Regions from separate parts of the Sus scrofa genome. Here region 1 is linked to region 2. Evidence: chromatin contacts called from public HiChIP or PLAC-seq data. All regions are on one chromosome and are shown on one strand. Each heading gives the region's core, a stretch centred on a gene start, on an enhancer-like site or on the middle of the called end of the contact. The rest is flanking DNA. Distances are from core to core; before and after follow the strand shown.

Region 1 (3,702 bases), core at 988-3,487, 170 kb after region 2:
ATCAAAAAAAGAAATATACCCTATGCCTGCATTTATGTGAAATTCTAGAAAAGACAAAGCTACTCTCTAACAGCAAAAAGCCAATCAGTTGTTACCTAAGAAAATGGGTAACCCACTGAGTGAGGCTGGGGATTGAACCCGAGTCCTCATCGTTTGCTAGTTGCGTTCGTTAAGCACTGAGCCATGACAGGAACTCCAGAAATGTTCTATATCTTGATTAGGGTGGTGGGGACACAGATGTATACAATTGCCAAAACTCATCAAGCTGAATGTTTTAAAGGATGCATTTTATTTATAAAATTATACTGCAATAAACTTGATAGGGGCTTTGGGAATACATACAAGAATTTTTATTGCAGCATTACTTTAACAACAAAAAAACTGGGGAAACTGGCTGTCAACAGGAGAATGTTTCAGCTCTCAGTGGTCCTTTGCCATCTGAATGGCATACTTGTGGAAGAAGATGTAGCTAATGCCACCATGACTCCCTCATGCTCCCAGAACCTGCTTCTCTCGTCCTAGGGGCTCTTTCTGGTGGCTGGAGCATAGACGGGGCAAGCCAGAAATGCTGGAGTATTAATACCCTCCCCCACTGGGAGGAGCACCCTCATCCAATGTCTGCCAGGAGTTGGTATATAAATGCCCCACCTCCCTCATGTCTCGGGTGGGAAAACTCTGAAGTGGGCATAGCACACTGTCTGCAGTGTTTGCTCCCCAATGGGATTGAGCTCTAGGAGCCCACGGTTGGAGCTTGATGATACTCTCTTAACTGGCTTCCTTCTCTTGCCCTGTCTCAATCATTTACGTCCTTACTAGTGATTTTTGTATCTTCCAAATAATCAACATTCACTTGAATCCATGTCTAAGGTCTGCTTCTTGGGAATTCAAATTAAGACCAGTAGATGGTGTCAAGGGTCAATCAAGATATGGGGAAGTGACCACTGTGGCTCAGTGGAAACAATCTGACTAGTATCCATGAGGACGCAGGTTCCATCCCTGGCCTTGCTCAGTGGGATAAAGATCCGGCGTTGCCATAAACTGTGGTGTAGATCCCAGACAGCGACTCAGATTCTGAGTTGCTGTGGCTGTGGCGTAGGCTGGCAGCTGCAGCTCTGATTGGACACCTAGCCTGGGAACCACCATATGTGGTGGGTGCAGCCCTAAAAAGCAGGGGAAAAAAAAAAAAAGATATGGGGAAGTGGTGGGAGAGGAATCCAGGCAGCAGCCATTACGTAAGCATTCTTGGTCAAGCAATTCTTTATGAAATTCTCACATGGGTTCATAAGGAGACACGTATGAGGCGGTCCATTGCAGCTGTGTTTATGGTACTGTGAAGTAGTGTGCCGTCTGGGCATCCATGACTAGGGGAATGGATACATAGACTATGGAGGATGTAGACAACTACCTTTGGCAGCATAGCTAGATAGTAACAGTATCGAGTGATAGAGTGGGGAAAAAAGGCAAAACTGAATACCTACCACCCAAGTAAATCAAGCACACAATCAAAACATTATCTGCTTTTTAAAAGTGCAGGCATGTATTTAGGTACACACACCAAACACATAAGAACAGGGTTATTATCTTTCTCATTCAAGTTTCTGTTCTCCCTTCCCACCCCTCCTCAGATATTTGGTTATGTCTGGATACATTTTTAGCTGTCACGAATGGGGAAGAGGGTTTGCTACTAACATCTAGTGGATGAAATTCAGGAATTCTTTTCAATATCCTACTATGCACAGGACAGCCCCCAAGACAAAGAATTTCAGGACCTAAAGGTCACCAGTGCCATGGTTGAGAAGCCCTGTGTAGCCCAGAGCCCAGCACAGTATTGCTGAATGAATGAATGAGAGATGAAGGTGGCCTGAACTGGCTAGGAGCAGTGGGACTACAGAGACGCAGTAGGATTCTGGAGGTGTGTTCAGCAGAATTTTGGGTGAGAATCCTTCTCTTTCCAGGTGGAGATATGCTGTGCCCTTGCCTGGCGCTGGGCACATCTCTTTCATGTGCGGCCTCCACTTGCCGTCACTCAGTTTTGGAACTCCTCTGAGCTACCCGGAAACCGACAAGGAGTGAGCTAGGCTGGTTCCTGCGGGCAGGGCACTTTGCATGGATTTGAATAGCGAGGGGCCTGCAGAGCGGAAACCGCAGACCACAGAAGGGATGGGAAGGCTTAGGACCCGGCCTGGGGGAGGGGCCTGGGCTAGAAGGAGGGGTTTGGAATGGTGGGGAAACAGGTCGAAATGCTTGGAGGAGGGGGAGTGGATTTAGAATCCTGTACGAATGACGACAGTGGGGTGAAGATCCTCCGGAATCGGTTTAGAATCCTTTAATAGGTGGGATCAGAAATCCTGGAGGTCAGGAATGGAATCTTTGAATGGGTCGATGAGAATCTGGAAGGGGGGGGTCGGGCGTTTAAAGGGTATTAAAATCCTGTGAGGGAGTTCCTGATGTAGCCCAGCGGGTTAAGAACCGATTAGTATCATGACGATAGGGGTTCGATCTCTGGCCTCGCTCTGTGGATTAAGGATCCAGCATTACGGTCAGCTGTGGTATAGGTCGCAGACGAGGCTCGGATCCCGAGTTGCTTTGGCTGTGGCGTAGGTCGACAGCTGTAGCTCCGATTTGACCCCTAGCCTGGGAACTTCCATGTGCCGCGGGGTGCGGCCCTAAAAAGAAAAAAAAAAAAAAAAAATCCTGTGGGAACAGGTTAGGATCACCTAAGAGAGAGATTAGAATCTTTAGGATTAGGGTCATAAATCTTGAGGCCTGGGTTAGAATCTTTTTTAGAAGCCTTTGGTTGGCCGGGATTAAAATCCTGGGGGCAGAACTAGAAACCTCCCGTAGGCGAGGTTAAAATTCCTTCCGCTGTGAGAATCAAAATCCTTCAGGGCAGAATTAAGACCTTGGGAGGAGATGGGGTGTTGGGGTTCTGGGGAGGGCGGGGTTTAGAATCCTTTGGGACGGGGTTAGGGCTTTGGGAGATGGAATTCGAATACATTAGAGAAGGCATTAGGTTATCTGGGGGTTATGACCTTTGAGAGACCGGTTAAAATTCTTGGAGGCGGGGTTATCCTTCTGGAAGGAGGTTAGGATTCTTGGGGACAGGGTTAGAAGTTTTGGATGGGCGGGGTTTAAAAATAATTTCCTACTTGGTGGGATTAGGATTTTGGGGAGGTGGGGACGGAGATTAGAATAACCCGGGTCGGGTTAGAATCTTCGGGGGCGGGTTTAGGATACTCGGGGGCGGGGTTAGCACCACTCCGGGCGCGGCTAAAGCGCCCAGATGGTCTGTGGGCGCCAAGGCGTCCCAGGTCCTAGCCCGGGCGCAACTCTGGGCGATTGGGAGGGACGCAGACAGCTCAGCCAAGAGGGGCCCCCAAAAAACAACGCACCGAAACACCTCGGAGCGCAGCCCCAGCCTCTTCTCCAAAGTCACTCTCTCTTCCCTGCGGCACCGGCGCCCGGGCACCCCGGGATCTGCCGAGCTGGGGGGTCGCTCCAGTTGCGAGGACCCGGGCTGCCCACCGGAGGAGGAACGGGCGCCCAGGTGAGTTTCTCGGACCCAGGATCGGGCGACATCAGCTCGTCACCTTGGCCTGACGGTCTTCGGGCTGCGGAGGGAGCCCAGGGTGGAGAGCGGGGAAGGTTGGGCTGCAGCTGGAAGGGACCGTCGGGGAAGCGGATGACAGGTGGCCGGATGGG
Region 2 (3,424 bases), core at 843-3,342:
GAAGATGGGTCTTGAGGAGGAGCTGTTTAAGCTGAGCATGATGGGAGTGAAAGGGAAGAAGAGAGAGTGTTCCAGGCAGGGGGAATGGAAAGTTCAAAGGTCTCATGGAGAGAGAGAGAGAGACAGGATGCATTTAGAAACTGAAAGAACTGTCTGGGCCAGGTCTAAAGTTGGAGAAGGAGTGGAGAGAGATGGAGAAGGGCCAGGGAGGAGCAGTTCACACAGGGCTTTGAGATCATGGTCATGAGTTGGGACTTTATCACGAGAACAAGGGGAGCCATGGAAGGAGTGTGAGTAAGGGCTGGGCCAAGACAAGATTTACATTGACAAAGATTCCTCTGGGGGACAGAGGGAAGAGCTGACGCACAGGGGAAGCAGGGAACGCAGTTGTCCTGGTGAGAGATGGTGGGAATGGGTCCAAGTAAATGGACAGAAGAGCAGTTCTGCAGGAAGAGCCAGCAGGCCTTGGAGACGGATTAGAAGGAGATTGGAAGAGAGGGGAGTGGCCAGGGTTTGGGTGCCTGAATCAGGGGTCTGCATGGTGATCCATGCCATCTTCCATTTTGGGAAACACAGACTTTTTTAGGGGGGAGCTGCTGAGTGTAGCACTGAGGACATGCTGAGTTTGAGTCGTCTGGGGCTGCTAGACTAACAGATTTGGGGCTTGGAGGGGAGGCTGGGAATGGCTGGGCTCCAGGCTGAGGCTGTGAAAGGAGGCAGTGGGACCAGAGGAAGGAGGTCCCGGAGGGAATGCTGAGAGCCCCAAAAGAGGAGGGCGGAGATGGAAGCTGAGAAGCAGGCGCCAGGAAGGTAGGGGGAAAATAGGTCAGGAGTGGGGCGGCGTGGGGACCCTGAGATTCTGGAAATCAAGTTATTAGTGTTTCAAGGAGAAGGGAGGGTCTATCCCACTGAGGCCCACCCGGAGGTCCAAGAATATGACTGTGATAGCACCCCTGGATTTGGCAATTAGAGACATTAGGAGGAGGGAGAGAAACCAGACTGCAGAGGTCGGAGGAACTGGGGCGCTATGAGTGAGGGAGCGAGGTAGCTGATGATCACAAGACCCTTTCTGGGTGCTCTACCCTGTGAAAGGGGAGGGGAGGCCAGAGAAGCAGGAGCAGGAGGTGGCTCTGGTTGTTTGGGATGGTAGCGGGTGGCCTGGTATGCGGGGTGGTTACTAATTGGGCTTGGGGGAGATTCCAGAATTTAAAATCTGCATGGGAAAGAGCCAGTTTGGAGGAAGTTAGCGGTGACTGAGGAAAGGGAGGTCATCCCTAGAGAATGAGATGGGCTGGTGCTGGGGAAGCACAGAAAATGTCCCCAAGCCTCTGGGGTTGGCCGTTTGGGGGTTGGAAGCGGAGGGAATTCCCATCAGCGGCGTCTCATTTCCCGGTGGGGAGGGAGGAGAAGTCCCCTGAGGGGTGGGGAAGGTTCAGGACTTGCAGCCCTGGGCAGATTCTGTTTTAAGAAGCTGTGGGAGGGTCTCCCATCCCGAGAGAGAATGCCACTCTCAACCTAGAGACAACTGAGCTTAAAGGCTGCGCGAGTGGTCCCAGGTGACCAGCGCACGGTCCGTCCCGGCGCTGCGACCACGCACTTGCAGAGCCCTCCCGGGCCGCGCTGCCGCCCGCTTACCCTGAAGAGCGCGGCGTCCTGCTGCGCCTGGTAGCCCTACTTGGCTGCGTGCTTCCAGGGGATGCGGAAGAGGGTCTTGCCCGCGTCCTCCCAGCGCAGCCCTGGGTAGCGCCCACTCTCGATCTGTGCCACCAGCCAATCGCGAAGGCGCAGGGGACCCCCGGCCCCCGCCATGGGTGGCCTGCTGTCTGGGACCGTCCCTTCGTCCCTCCGCCAGAGGTCGCCGGCCACTGGGGACGCGGTGCGCCAGGGGTCGGTTCAGGGGCGCGCAGCGGCTGCACTCCAGCGCGACCGGGGAGTGCCGGGCCACCTGGATGGCGCCCGGAGGCGGCGAAAGCGAAAGTCTCGCGGGCAGTTTCGCTTTCCTTTCTACTCCCCCGAGGCTCTTTTGCCCCTCCCCGTGTCGCCCGGCCTGGAGGGAGTCGGACCTAGCGTAGGGGACAGCTAGCGGCCCCATGGGACGCCAAGATCCACTGCGTGGCTCGGGATGGGGTAGCCAAGGTTCTGCCCGTCCCGGAGTGGGAGGGGCGACGACCGGCACCCAAAGGCATCCCTGGCGCCACCCCTGCACCTGTTTTCTGCTCTTTCCAACCTCTCAGAAAGTCAGACTCTTTCCAGGATCTGGACCGTGCAGGTTGCAAAGGCACAGTGCTTCTCAAGCTAACTCCCAGCATAACTGGGAGGCAGAGACTGGTTTAAAATGCACACTCCATCCCAGACCTGCAGAATCAGATTTTCTGTGCAAGTAGCCCAGGAACGTGCATTTTTAACAAGTTCCCCGATGGGATTCTGATCCAGGTGGCCCCTGGGTCACACCTGGAGAAATATCTCTTTAAATATTGGGGGTCCCCTTTTCCTGACCACTCGCCAGGGTGCTGGGCCTCTCCTGTGGTGTCTCAATTGGTTCTCACAAGAGCATGTGAGATGAGTATAATTATTTCATTGTGGAGAAGACTGAGGTCACAGAGCTAGTGCAGGGGGTAGCCAGGATCTGAACCTGTGACTCTGTTCCCAGAGCCCAGGAGCCCACACAGTGCCTCCCCTCCTCACTGCCTCCCAACAGCTGCACCTGGAGTTCATGGGTTCCTCCTGAGGTCTGTGACCCCCCTCTCCCAAAAGTGGATGCAATTTTTTCATCCCTATGCATTTTTCTGGGGTTTATATCATTCATTAAATTGTCAGAGGGAGGTCGTGATATGAAAGAGGTCAGGTGACTCCGATGCCCCCACCCCCTGCTGTGTACCTGGGGAAACCGAAGCTCTGAGAGAAACCACCGCTCACTGCAGCAAGCACAGAGCTGGAGGCCGGCGACCTTGACCAGAGGCTGAGAGCACCGTCCCTCATGTGTACTTGTCAGGGGACTTCATGCTCCCCACTCTCTGTCCTCATGTGGCAGCAGCCACCCAGTTCTGACACTTCTGCAGTCACGCCAGGATTCAAACAAAGAACCGTAGGGCTCCAGTGGGGCACAAAGGATCTCATACGATTCAATGCAAGAATAAGAATTACATCTAAGCAGGGGGCTTGACTGTGTCAGGCAATCTCTTCATTTTTTTTGCGGAGCAGCGTCATAGTTATGAGGAGGATGGGTCCACAGCCAGGCTGCCTAGATGCAAATCCCAGCCCCATCACTTGCTGGCTGACCACCTGGGGCACCGACCTCAGTTTCTCCCTCTGTTAAACAGCAACGCCTACTTCATAGGGTGGCTTGAGGGTTCAATGAGATGCAGGGAAAATGCCTAGCACTTTGCTTGGCCCATCGTGGGTGCTCAATAAATGAGTAGTATTA

Evidence for each region. HiChIP or PLAC-seq counts read pairs in DNA pulled down with a chosen protein or histone mark.
Region 1: a contact with region 2 is called in an H3K27ac HiChIP or PLAC-seq map of alveolar macrophages. The contact joins the promoter of HCK here to the promoter of FOXS1 in region 2. A contact is called at or near these places in 2 of 5 promoter capture datasets (fetal skeletal muscle and liver) and 1 of 2 datasets of contacts at active chromatin or transcription factors (alveolar macrophages).

Annotation. Positions count from the first base shown.
Region 1 is chr17:35,706,312-35,710,013 of Sscrofa11.1, forward strand. It overlaps HCK (tyrosine-protein kinase HCK), which reads left to right and starts at 2,238. Exons shown (of 13, transcript XM_021078145.1): 1 at 2,238-2,333.
Region 2 is chr17:35,535,526-35,538,949 of Sscrofa11.1, forward strand. It overlaps FOXS1 (forkhead box protein S1), which reads right to left and starts at 2,093. Exons shown (of 9, transcript XM_021077448.1): 1 at 1,636-2,093.